Linked DNA regions of Mus musculus: all the other regions are linked to region 3. Evidence: chromatin contacts called from public Hi-C and HiChIP or PLAC-seq data. All regions are on one chromosome and are shown on one strand. Each heading gives the region's core, a stretch centred on a gene start, on an enhancer-like site or on the middle of the called end of the contact. The rest is flanking DNA. Distances are from core to core; before and after follow the strand shown.

What was found. A called contact is a pair of places that touch in the nucleus more often than the background predicts. HiChIP or PLAC-seq counts read pairs in DNA pulled down with a chosen protein or histone mark.
Region 1: a contact with region 3 is called in an H3K4me3 HiChIP or PLAC-seq map of bone marrow-derived macrophages, with 2.8 times the contacts expected there. The contact joins two enhancer-like sites. A contact is called at or near these places in 8 of 39 promoter capture datasets (the C10 cell line, the HPC-7 cell line, hematopoietic stem and progenitor cells and 4 more), 1 of 484 Hi-C or Micro-C datasets (CD4 T cells), 7 of 115 datasets of contacts at active chromatin or transcription factors (the HPC-7 cell line, bone marrow-derived macrophages, effector CD8 T cells and 2 more) and 4 of 9 other capture datasets (adipose tissue, embryonic stem cells, liver and 1 more).
Region 2: a Hi-C map of effector CD8 T cells shows a contact between it and region 3, with 2.5 times the contacts expected there. The contact joins two enhancer-like sites. A contact is called at or near these places in 2 of 15 datasets of contacts at CTCF or cohesin (embryonic stem cells and large pre-B cells), 17 of 484 Hi-C or Micro-C datasets (the AML12 cell line, the G1E-ER4 cell line, bone marrow-derived macrophages and 5 more), 14 of 115 datasets of contacts at active chromatin or transcription factors (bone marrow-derived macrophages, effector CD8 T cells, embryonic basal ganglia and 5 more) and 5 of 9 other capture datasets (adipose tissue, embryonic stem cells, liver and 2 more).

The regions. Positions count from the first base shown.
Region 1 is chr14:57,770,203-57,774,395 of GRCm38.p6, reverse strand. No RefSeq gene overlaps it. Among named protein-coding and RNA genes, the nearest start is that of Sap18, 26 kb to the left of the region's middle. Within about 2 kb of position 2,030, at least 78 of the 459 cell types and tissues checked have an H3K27ac peak or open chromatin away from gene starts, as enhancers often do. A contact at or near this core is called in the HPC-7 cell line, bone marrow-derived macrophages, effector CD8 T cells and 3 more, where this site is marked.
Region 2 is chr14:57,711,175-57,715,405 of GRCm38.p6, reverse strand. The region is part of intron 2 of Lats2 (large tumor suppressor 2); the gene reads left to right. Among named protein-coding and RNA genes, the nearest start is that of Gm26440, 15 kb to the right of the region's middle. Within about 2 kb of position 2,340, at least 63 of the 459 cell types and tissues checked have an H3K27ac peak or open chromatin away from gene starts, as enhancers often do. A contact at or near this core is called in effector CD8 T cells and regulatory T cells, where this site is marked.
Region 3 is chr14:57,908,066-57,912,369 of GRCm38.p6, reverse strand. No RefSeq gene overlaps it. Among named protein-coding and RNA genes, the nearest start is that of Zdhhc20, 20 kb to the right of the region's middle. Within about 2 kb of position 1,694, at least 286 of the 459 cell types and tissues checked have an H3K27ac peak or open chromatin away from gene starts, as enhancers often do. A contact at or near this core is called in the HPC-7 cell line, bone marrow-derived macrophages, effector CD8 T cells and 4 more, where this site is marked.

The sequences.
Region 1 (4,193 bases), core at 781-3,280, 140 kb after region 3:
AATCTGGAATGCAGTTGATTTACCCAGTGACATTCCATTGGAGAAATCTGATTTTTTTAACTCCTAGGAGGAACCAATTTGCAAACAGCTTCTGGGTTAGGTGTGGTTAGGTTAGAGTGCACCTCCCTTCTCAATGTCCGGATGTTTATCTGGTTTGAACCTGTGCAGGTCTTACTTGTGTTCCACAGCCTGGGATGTGATTGACATACCCAGCGACATTCCTACAAACACATTCTTTTTTTCCAATGAAGATGGTTATTTTCTCTGACTAGAACTTCCATGTTGAACAGAGGTGGCCAGAGCGAGCGTGCATACCTCTCTGGTTATTGATCATAAAATGAAGACATTCAGGTATTTTTCTCTAGGATGTTCACTGTGCACTTTTCAACGGTCCTTCCAATGTTGCCAAGGTCAGCTTGCCTGCGTTTGTTGAGTTGTGAATGGCACTTACCAGTGACATTGGCCAAAGGTGGTTTGTTTTTGTTTGGTAGCATCTTTGGCTTTGGTGTTGGGGTCATGCTGACATCATAGAATGAACCTTAGAGCGTTCCTTCCTCTACAACTTGAAAGGAGAAATTTAAATGTAGTAGAGGGGCTGGAGAGATGGCTTTGTGGTTAGCCACATAGGCTGCTCTGCCAAAGGACCCAAGTTCAGTTTCCAGGACCAGCACAGTGGCTTAACCCACTCACAACTCCAGTTTCAGAGGATCAGATGCCCTTCACTGGCCTCCCTGGGCTCAAGTATGCATGTCATGCAAGCTCATATATGCACATAAAAATAAAAAATAAATAAACTAAAAAATAATAAACCTGTCAGAATTCACCAGACAAGACATCTGCTTCTGGGTTTTTGTTGCTGTTGTGGGTGTTTTATTACCAATTCAACCTCTTTATTAATTATAGACCTGTTCAGATATTTTATTTCTTTCTGGTTCTGTCTTAGAAAACTGCATCTGTTGAAATTCCCCCTTTTCTCCTGAAGTTATCTAGCACTGGTGTAAACTACTTATAGAATGTTTTTACAATTTTTTTTTCTGTGGTATTGGCTACACCACCTCCACTTTCATATGAGGCTTTGGTTATTAGAGTGTGTGCTCTTTTTATCTTACTTAGTCTAGCAAAAGTCTAGCCAGCTTTCCCTTTCCAGAACCTCTTAGCTCTGTTGACTTGTTCCTGGTGATTGTCAATTTTGTATTACTTCTATTCTTTTTCTTTTGTCTTTTTTTTTCTTTTTCTTTATTTTATGTATGAGTACACTGTCACTGTCTTCAGACACACCAGAAGAGGGCATCTGATCTCATTACAGATGGTTGTGAGCCACCATGTGGTTGTTGAGAATTGAACTCAGGACCTCCTTAAGAGTAGTCAGTGCTCAGCTGGGCAGTGGTGGTGCACGCCTTTAATCCCAGCATTTGGGAGGTAGACACAGGCGGATTTCTGAGTTCGAGGCCAGCCTGGTCTACTGAGTGAGTTCCAGGACAGCCAGGGCTACACAGAGAAACCCTGTCTCGGGGGTGGGGGGAGGGAAGAGTAGTCAGTGCTCATAACCACTGAGTCATCTCTTCAGCCCCATACCCATATTTCTTCTGGAGTCATTATTTCCTTCCAAGACCCCTCTTCCTTGGCTGATCATTCTAGCATGTTGAGTGTACAGTCTGTGGTAAGTCTGTGGTACCAGCCCACACCATTGTAGTCGTTCCTTAGCATTGTTTGTGCTATACTACATTAGTCTGATCTGTATTTCTATTCATCTTGAGGTTAGTTTTGTAGTTTCCCTTTTGACTTCCTCTTTCACCCAATCATTTCCACACCTCCAGGAGCTTGCTAGTTTCTTTCCGTTGATTTCTAGTTGTATCCTGTTTTGTTTAAAATATGTACTTGGTAGGATCTCTGTCTTCTAAGGTTGGTTGAAACTTGTTCTGTGACCTAACCTGTGATGTTGAATAGAGTGGCCAGGGTGATTATGCTCATCTTGTCCTGGTGATGAAGGGGAAGTACCTTAGTGTCCTTCCCGTGACTGTGATAACACCATGACCACAAGCAGTCTGGGGAGGAAAGGGTTCATTTGGCTCACAGGTTACAGTCCATCCTCAGGAGAAGCTGAGACAATGGAGAGGTGCTAAGCAATCCAACCCGCTCCTCTCCCAGGAAGAATCTCTGGGCTACAGTCTCCTTGTTGTATGGAGCCAGAGCTGCGCTGAGGGTAGTGACTATGGTCACAGAATATCGTGACTTTTCCTACTACTTCTCTATAAGTGGTTCTGCACTTGTTCAGGGTGCAGGAGTCTCTCACCTAGTTTCGAACTTCTCATGAAAAGAAAACTGTGTATTTAGCATTGTTGGAAGTGTATATCCAAGAGAGGAAGAATTCTGGTCTTTCTTTTCCACTGTCTTGCTGACATCCTTTGTCTGATTAATTTCAATGTAATGATTTGGGACAGCAGGTTAGATACGAACTTGGAACCTTGTTTGGCCACTGCCTTGCTGTGAGATGTTAGGCAGATCCAAAGCTCCACACTCGGGCTAGAGACATACTTTGAGTAGTTGCTGCTCTTGTAGGGGATCCGGATTCAGTAGCCATCACCCACATGACATCTTACAACTATCTGTAACTCCGGTGCCAGGGAATCCAAAGCCCTTTCTGGCTTCTGAAGGTACCAGGGCTTTCCTGATACACACATATACATGCAGGCAAACATTCATGCACATAAATATAAATCTTTTAAAAAGGCTTTGTGCTTAATTTTAATTTGTATCAGATGCTGTGCTGGCTAGTTTTATGTCAAGTTGACACAAGCTAGAATCATTTGCAAAGAGGAACCCTCAACTGAGAAAATGTCCCCACCAGACTGGCCTGCGGGCAAGCCTGTGTTACATTTTCTTAGTTGGTGAAAGATATGGAATGACTCAGTCCATTGTGCGTGGTGCCATCCCTGGGCTGGTCCCAGGTATGTATAAGAAAGCAGGCCGAGCCCTGAGAAGTAAACCAGAAAGCAGCTTCTACCATGACTTCTGCATCAGTTTCTGCCTCCAGGCCCTGCCCTGACTTCCCTCAGCGATGAACTGTTACCTGGAAGCATAAGCTGAAGTAACTCATTTCCTTCACAGGTTGCTTTCGGTCATAGCAATAAACACCGTATGGCAGCTGGTATTTATCAGATTGGCCATTCCACAGGGCGTCTCTGAATCCATGATGAGAAAAACCCTTTAAGGAATTTACACCGGGACCTCATCCATCCTGAGCCCAACTCCAGTTCCAGAGGCTCTGATGCACTCTTCTGACTTAAGGGCAACAAGCACATGCAGCATACATACATACATACACATACATGTACACACATGTACACACATACATACATACATACATGTACATACATGTACATGCATATATATACATACACACATGTACATACATACGTGTATATGCATACATGCACATACATGCGCACACACATACATGTACATACATACATACATGTAGACAAAACATTCACACAAACAGAATAAATCTAATTTTTAAAAAATCTTAAAACCAAACCAAACTACCAACAACAAAACACCACAAGGAAGCCAAGAGCAGTCATCTCTGAACGTGTCGACTGATCACAATTAAAAATAAAAGTTTCCGCTCCCGAAGCCTGTCCTGCCACCTGACCCCATGAACCTATTAAGAAAGAAGATGAAGAGAACTGAGCTCTTAGGTGTCTCAGCCAGCTTTCCATCAAAACAACAAAACTGGTTTCGTTAGCTTAGACAAAGGGTTTCTGTAGCTCACAGTTGTATTTCACCCAAAACCAGAAATCGCAGGCACTGAACTTCAGGGGGCAGCGCTGGATGGCAGAGACCAGGGGCCTGTGGCAGAGACAAACTTCATGTCTTGTGGACCAGGAAGCAGAGAGAAAGAGAAGGAGGCCAGGGTCTTGGTCTCCAGTGACCCAAAGGACCTCCTATTAGTCTCTACCTCCCACAGAGTCCACCATTTCTGAGTAGTGCCACCAATGGGACTTAGCATGTGGACCTCAGGGGAACATTCGGCATCCAAATGATAATACGTGGCACTAGGACACCCAGCTCAAATTCCCAGATCTGACCTCCATCTCACTTCCTTTCATATGCCCTTTTCCAGTCTTTTAAAAACAGTGGTGGGGCTGGTGAGATGGCTCAGTGGGTAAGAGCACCCGACTGCTCTTCCG
Region 2 (4,231 bases), core at 1,091-3,590, 200 kb after region 3:
TGCTGGCGGGGTTTGGCGCCTGTTGCAGCATGAGCCCCTTGCTGCTCAGCCTTGCTCATCCTACAGGCCTCTCAGTCCACCATTTCCTTCTTAAGTTTTCAAGGGCTTAGACTCTGCTCATTGACTACATGGCAAGGGTGTAGGATGGATTTTCTAAAATAATGCTAAGGTAGCACTAGATAGGATATTTCATACAAGAGTTGGACGCTTCGCTAACAATAATAAATATAGCGCTCTGTCCTGTATTTTTTGGCTTTGAACTTGACAACAGCCAGCTAGTATTTTACCCCTGGATCTTCCAGACCTAGAAAAAATACATAATAGGTGTTAAAATTCCTGGAGCATGGTAAAGGCTCACTACTAGCAGAGACTGGACCACCCTGCCGTCACTCCTCACAGGGAGGCCTCTTAGCTGAAAGAGCCATCTCAGAAGATGCTGTCTGCTTGGACACTTGCCCTGTGAGGTTTCATCTTAGCTGCCCTCCTTTAATGTGAGTGTGTGTAGTGGCCACATTAAAAATAGGAGTCTTGGAGCTGGGAAATGGCTCAGTCAGTAAAGTCACGCTTGCTGAGCATGTGTGAATGCGTGGGACCCAAGTTCAGATTTCAAGCATCTATGTAAAAAGCTAAGCATGGCAGTATGTGCTTGTAATCCAAGCTCCTGGGGCTTCCTGGCCAACCAATCCAGCTAAATTAGCCAGCTCCAGGCTAGGAAAACCATGGTGGACTGCAATAGAGGAAGAGAAGATGCCCAGGATCCCTGTCCTCTACACACGCACGCGCACGCGCACGCGCACACACACACACGCACGCACACACGCACACCAAAACAAACAAGATATACCCTCACAATGCCCTGTTAGGAGAAAGTGCAGCTTTCCTGTGTGTCTAAGCCCTTGGAACAGGCCAGTAGGAGATATAGGGACTGAGCCAGAGCTGGCGCATGCTGACTGGGGCTTGTGAAAAGGAGCGGATGCTTCAAAAAGTAGCTAAGAGTCAAGAGGCAGAGAGCCTCCCGGGTCTGGCCTGCTTGATGCTTCACCAGTGTGGATCTCTGTGGAACTGCCACACAGCCACTGACAAATTTTTAATGATAATTTTACAAAAGCTTTCTAGAAGCCCAGTGATGTGTGGTGTTCCTATTTCAAGTGTTTTAAAGAACTTTGCTTGTCAAAGACTCTGGATTGCTGGCAATTTTTTTTTTATCTCTAAGCAGAACTCGAGTTTTTTTTTGTTTTTGTTTTTAAAGTAACTGTCTTGAATTGCATTTAAGATAAGCATAAGTCCTTAGAGATCATTTGTGAGAAGAAAAATGTCATGTAGATTGCAAGAGCAGTTTCTGCAGAACTCCTTAGAGGAGAGGGTGGCAGCAGAGCAGGCCCAGGAGTAAAGTCCTTCATGATGCTGAGCCAGGGGAGCAGTCTTGCCTACCGACCTCTTGGAGCTGACCGTGCAGACGTGAGCTGAGCAGAGGGGCACTGCAGTGGCTGGCACCCTCCCTTCTTTCTCCCTCCCTCCTTCCAACTTGTAACTGACAGTGGCTGTAAACTCAGTTTCTGGCCCAGGTTTTTACTGTCACTGAAGGACCCAGCTGGTGCTGACCGACGACAGTGACTTTGCCAGTGTTTATGAAAGCAGTAAGAGTAACAGAACATCTCACGTGTGCGTGCATGTGTGCGTATGTAAACCTATGCATGTGGAAGCCAGAGGACAGCTTAGTTGTCCCTCAGGCCTCATCTGCGTTGTTGTTGTTGTTGTTGTTGTTGTTGTTGTTGTGTCTGCTCACTGTCCTGAAACATGCTGGCCCCGGGTCATTCTGGCCCCGGGTCAGTGGTCTGTTCTCCCCTGGGCTGGAATGTCAAGTCTTGTCTCTACACCTTGCTTTGCTAGAAGGAGTGCTGGGATTTGTTTGTTTGGTTGATTGGTTGGATGGTTGGTGTTTGTGGGTGTTTTGCCTGCGTGTATGTGCATCACCTGTGTGCCTGCAGAGTCCATCAGATCCTGCTACTGAGAGCAGATCTTCTGGAACTGAGTTACAGACAGTTGAGCCTCCAGATGGGTGCTGGGAATCAAATGGAAGTCCTCTCCACGAGCAGCCAAGAGCAGTCAATGCTCCTAACCACTGAGCCACCTCTCAAAGACCTTAAAAAGAAGTGCTCTGTGGCATGTGTTACAGAGCTGTGCTCTTCACAGCCCTTCTCATGCCCACTTCTTATCAAGGCTGTTCACCCATCTTGTGCTTTGGCTTGCTATTACAGAGACAAACCACACCTACTTTGTACAGTAGGACTTTGTACAACTTTCTTCATTGTGTGGTAGCAATTATTCTGTAATGATGGGTGTGGCCAACGCAGCTGATGAGCTGTGGTGACACTTGCACCACTGTGATGAACTGTGGTGACACTTACACCACTTCCCTTCTTCAGTTGTCACACTGAAGAACATTTAAGTGGACAAGTTTCCATTGTAGACAGGAGAGGTACACAGTCTGTCTCTGCTTGTGTGAGGCAGTCACCAAGAGTGGCCATGTTATCTTGGGCTGTGGGGTTTATTTTGCGTATCTTTAATTTGGGGCCAGTTCTCCTTTTTCCATTGTGTCTGTGTGAGCCCTAGCCTTGCTGCTGCTCGCCGGCATCCTGAATATTTGCCAGTGTGATGGCCGCTCACAGGCATCGCTCCTGTTTTGTGAAATGAAGTTTCGTGTTTACTAACAACATGCAATTTCTTGGACTATGTGGGTTTTGTCTGTTAGGTCCTGGGATTGAATCTAGGGCCCTGTACTTGCTGGGGCAGGTGTTCTCTCACTCAGCTCCAGCCCCCATTCAGACTTTACCTGTGTGAGCCTAGAAAACAACTAGTCAGGCTGAGGTTCCGTCTCTTGGCTTGGAAAGATAAATGTCCACAATTCAGAGTACAGAGCACAGGGACCATGCTCACAGCTCCTGGTTCTTATTGTTGTTGTTGTTGTTGTTGTTGTTTTTGGTGGTGGTGGTGGTGGTGGTGGTGGTGGTGGTGGTTCTTCAAGACCAGGCTTCTCCGGGTAGCTGTGGCTGTCCTGGAACTAGTTCTGTAGATCAGTCTGGCTTTGAACTCACAGAGATCTGCCTGCCTTTGCTTCCTGAGTGCTTTGCTCAGTTCCTAGGTCTAAGCATGCCTTGGTCTCGAGTCATTCTGAGGGGTGCTGCCACCCAATGGGAGAGACCCTAATTGTCTAAAGCAACACGAGCTAGACCAAGAGTTTGGTTGGTTTGTTGGGACTGACCAGAGGAGGCCCCAGCAGAGTCTCAGGAGACTCATATGGACCTGTAGTTCAGGGTGTGGACAGACCATGGCAGCTGGATACAGTGGTAAGCCTACTTTGGTGTCGCACCAGCCTGATAGTACAGCTGCTCACCTCTGCCCTCCTGGATAACTCTCCACAGAGTGGTGAGGTTGTTCGTTTTAGTTGAAGATACAGAAGCACAGCTCTCACCTCAAAGAAGTAAAAACCATGTGTTCTGGAGCCAGAACCAGAGTGGCCATGGCCCTGAGCAGAGAGTTAGGCTCCTCCAAACACATGTGCAGCTTGATAATGCTGGCTTGAAGGTTTATGGGAACCAAATAAATAAAGTCACAAACCAAGGAAACATTAGGTGGGCAGAGCAGGAAGATCTCAGCCATTGACCTTAGATGCCATCTGAGCATTCTTAGCCTTTGGATTACAGGAAGTTTGGTGTCTATTTGTACATTCCAAGGGGATTTACCTCGTAGTCACAAAGGTGTTAGCCATACTCAGGTGGACAAGGAGTGGCAACTAAGGGGAATTACACATAGTGTAGGGTATGGCATGGGTGCTGGATGGCTTTTAAGGGGATGGGTCAGGACAGGGGACGGGTGAGAAGGGACTAGAGTTCCAACAGCAGCAGAGACTACTTGTGTGTGCAGTGGAGGGGTGCTAATGGTGCCTTTATTTACTAAGCCTTATTTCCTGAACATAGAGCTAATACAGAACTCTCAGGACAGTCTCATCTCGTCTCCCCACCCAGGAATCCCTGTCCCTGAGCTTATGTTCTTTCTCCACATATGAAAGTCCTCAGTGTACTTTGGATGAAAAACTAGAGGCCCTGATTCAAATAGTGGTGGCTGTTGCCGTGAGGAAATGTGTAGGCGGACCTACACGTGATGATCGTTATTTTGTAAGAGGTTCTCTTCATCCTGGTTCACATGCATCCATCACAATCCATCACTCTTA
Region 3 (4,304 bases), core at 445-2,944:
GCAGAAGGAGGGGAAGGAGCAGAAGGAGGGGAGGAGCAGAAGGAGGGGAGGAGTAGAAGGAGGGGGAGGAGCAGAAAGAGGGGGAGGAGCAGAAGGAGGGGAGGAGCAGAAGGAGGGGGAGGAGCAGAAGGAGGGGAGGAGCAGAAGGAGGGGGAGGGACAGAAAGAGGGGAAGGAGCAGAAGGAGGGGAGGAGCAGAAGGAGGGGAGGAGCAGAAGGAGGGGGAGGAGCAGAAGGAGGGGGAGGAGCAGAAGGAGGGGAGGAGCAGAAGGAGGGGGAGGGACAGAAAGAGGGGAAGGAGCAGAAGGAGGGGAGGAGCAGAAGGAGGGGAGGAGCAGAAGGAGGGAGAAGAGGGAAGAAGCAGCTGATGACTGCATTCACCTTGAGAGGGGAGAGAGCACAAAGATTGGCCTGAGTCCCCAAGAAAGCTCTGAGCAGTATACAAATTAAGACAAGACACCAACCCATACTTACCAGATTGGCAAAAAGTAGGATGTGATCTAGGAGTGTTAGCATGGACTCAGGAAACAAGATCCCTGTGTCTGCTGGCTACACACTGACAATCTTAAGGAAACTTAGAGCAAGCCTGCCTCCTGGCCAAATGTCCCCAGAGAAACATGCTAACGGTCAGAGGGTGGCTCCAAGGGCTTCCTGTCAGGACTGCCTGCACCAGTGTCCACCACTAAAGAAATAAATTGTGCCAAGGAAGATGGCACTGAGTTAGAACTGAACAGCAGGAATATAAGTCCATGTAGTAAGCTGAAGACGCAGGGGGTGAGACCTAGACCGACCACAGTTTATGTAAATCAGCAACTAGAGCTACTGACGTGGCCCAGCAGATAAAGGTGCTTGCCACCAAGCCTGACCATCTGAGTTCAAGCCCTGGAACCCACCTGGTGGGAGGATAGAATACGGTCCTACAAGTTGTCCTCTGACTGCCACATACATGTGCACTATGGATCTCTTTGAGTTCAAGGCCATCCTGGCCTACATAGAGAGCTCCAAGACAGCCAGGGCTACATAAAGAAACCCTGTCTCCAATAAATAAAACTTCAAGAGCCTATGAGATAGTTCAGTGACTAAAGGCACTTGCTGTCAAGGCTGATGACCTGATTTCAGTCCTCGGGACCCACATATTGGAAAGAAAGAACTTGACTCCCAAAAGTTGCCTTGTAATCTCCACATGGCCCTCGCACCCATAAATAAGTAAAAATAAATACATAAATAAAATCTTAATTTAAATTACTTTTTAATGTAGGCACATTAAGAATCATCATAAGAAAGAATACATGTTCTCAAAATGTGGAGTTCAAATTGACAGTACAACCTCAGCCGGGCGTTGGTGGCGCACGCCTTTAATTCCAGCACTCTGGCGGATTTCTGAGTTCGAGGCCAGCCTGGTCTGCAGAGTGGGTTCCAGGACAGCCAGGGCTATACAGAGAAACCCTGTCTCGAAAAAAAAAGAGAGAGAGCGTGACACAGTACAACCTCGTCAGCACCGTAGGATAATTGAGACAAAAAGAGAAAAGTGATCGCAGTCTCAGTGCGGACGCTTTCAAAGAAATAGAATTCAACACGAAAGTCCCACAAGATGGCGCCCTTGCATCCCAAAACCATGCCCAGGCACCCGCACGGAAGAAGGTAGGAGCAAGGCAAGGACTGTCTCAAAGGCCAGTCTGAAAGAAAACACTGCAGGCAGCATGAACTGCCACGCCCTGGTGAGTATTCAGAAGACTGCGCCTGCTGCCCGCTGGTTGGCGACGGGCTGTATTTGAAGAGGAAGGAAATGAAGCCCGGGGCAGTTCCTTCCGAGTCTTCACCACCAGAGCTTTTCTGATGGCGGTGTGCCTTTGTTTTGGTGGAATCGATCCTCCTTCCACGAGAGTGAAGTGAGAGATGACGTTTTTTTGCTTACAGCATTCGGGTTTGCAGAGGATTTGTGAGAAGTATTTGATGGTGAGAAAAACACTAATTCTAAGGCCCAGAAAAAGACAAACTATGACTATTTTCTCCTCAAATATATTGAGTCATAATTTTATCAACTATCATTACAGCATCATTTCAGAGACTAAAATCTGGAAATCACATAAATATCCAGCACCATGAAGAGGGATAAGTAGATTATATGATTGAATTCTTGGCGACCACTTCAAGTGTGAGAGGGTATGCTGGGCTAGTCTTCTGTTAACTTGACACAAGCTTGAGTCACCTGAAAGAAGGGAGCCGCAATTGAGAAAATGCCTCCTTAAGATCCAGCTTTAAGGGTGTTTTGTCAATTAATGATCATGGAGGAGTATCAGGCCCATGTGTGTGGTGCTGTCCCTGGGCAGGTGATCCTGGGTTCTATAAGAAAGCAGACTGAGAAGTCAGTAAGCAGAACCCTCCATGGCCTCTGCATCAGCTCCTGCCTCCAGGTTCCTGCCCTGTCTGAGTTCCAAACCTGACATCCTTTGGTGACGAACAGCAGTGTGGAAGTATAAGCTGAATAAACCCTTTCCTCCCCAGCTTGCTTTTGGTCATGGTGTTTCATTGCAGCAATAGAAACCCTAATTAAGACAGTGTATAAATTAAGTTGCAGGATCCTGCAGATGGAAAAGGGATTGTCTCACTGTTCCAGCCTCCTTTTTCCATACACACTGGGCTCTATGATGCTAGGCAGCGACCTGGGGATGCTGGTTGCCTTTACCTGCTGGCTGGCAGCATCCTGACCTCTGCCCACAGTGAGCAGTACAAGGGAGGCTTCAAGCCTGGGGTTGGAAAACAAGCCCTGTGATATCTCCAGTCTCGGCCTGCATCCCTGCATCATCCCTGCAGTACCAGTCTCTGGCTGCTTTTTTTTTTTTTTTTTTTTTTTTTTTTTTTTTTTGGCAAGCCTAGAACCAACTCCATTGTTTGTGCTCTCCGAAGCCCCACTAGCCTTTTCCTCTGGGCATCCTTTCCTAATCGCGTAGGACTGACTGTTCCTTCAAGCCTCTAGACTACAATAACTCCAACCTCTTGCCTTTATGCTCAGGCCGTGAACATGATAGTTGCTTCCAGCAGGGATTTCTCTGTGTTACTCCAGTGCTCTCTCTGGTTAAAATTCCCTAATACCTATTTCAAACACTTCTTTTTCTTTAATCAAATTTTCTGTTATGCTTTTTAAATTAATTTATTTATTGTATGTGCACCGGTGTTTTGCCTGCGTGTGCGTCTGTGTTGGATTCTGGAGTTACAGACAGCTGTGAGCTGCAGTATGGGTGCTGAAAATTGAACCCAGGTCCTCTGGAAGAACAGCCAGTGCCCTTAACCAATGAGCCCTCTCTCCAGCTCTGCTGTTACAATACTTAATGTGGAGTATGATAAAATGACCCTGAGCCAGGAAATAAAAATAGATGCCTATCTAGAGGGAGGACTGTCTTAGTTACTCTTCTATTTCTGTGATAAGACACCATCACCAAGGCAAATTGCAAAGAGAAACGCTTATTTGGGGCTTAAACTGCCATAGGGTTAGAGCTTATGACCACCGTGGTGTGAAGCACGGCAGCAGGCAGGCAGGCATGGCATTGGAACAGTAGCTGAGAGCTCTCATCTTGAGACACAACCATGAAGAAGGGAGAAAGAAAACATTCAGAATGGGCTAGCTTTTGAACCTCAAAGCCAGACCCTAGCAACACACTTAGTTTAATAAGACCATGCCCCCTAGTCATTTCCAAATAGTTCCAGGAGCATTTGAGGACCATTCTCATTCAAACCGCCACCCAGAGAACAAAGGCCACAGTTCATTTCCTTCCTCTTCCTTCACCCAACAGCAGCTGCTTCTGAGCACTTGTAAACATTCACCAGGGTGTGGCAAGTCTAAAGACTTGGTGCTGTGAATTCTGTGTGAAAGAATTTTTTATTTTGTTTTTGTTCGTTTGTTGAGAGGGTCTGTGTAGCCCTAACTGTCCTAGAACACACTCTTGTAGACCAGGCTTTGAACTCTCGGGTCTGCCTGCCTCTTGTCTTCTGAGTACTGGGATTAAATGTGCATGCCACCATGCCCAGCTACTTATTTCATACCAAGCCTACCCATATATACATGTATTATGCATAAAATTTCACTTAATCCCCATAACAAATGCTATGAAAATGGCACTCGTTATATAGTAGCAGAACCTAGTCTGAGGATAATAGACAAAATCTACAACATCCATTGTTAATGAAAGATGAAATGGAGACTTGAACCCAAATATCTGATTCTACAATCTGTATTTTCCCTACTAAACCCTTAAAGACCTTGTTATGGTCTGGATGCCATTTGACATCCCCAAAAATGCATGATTG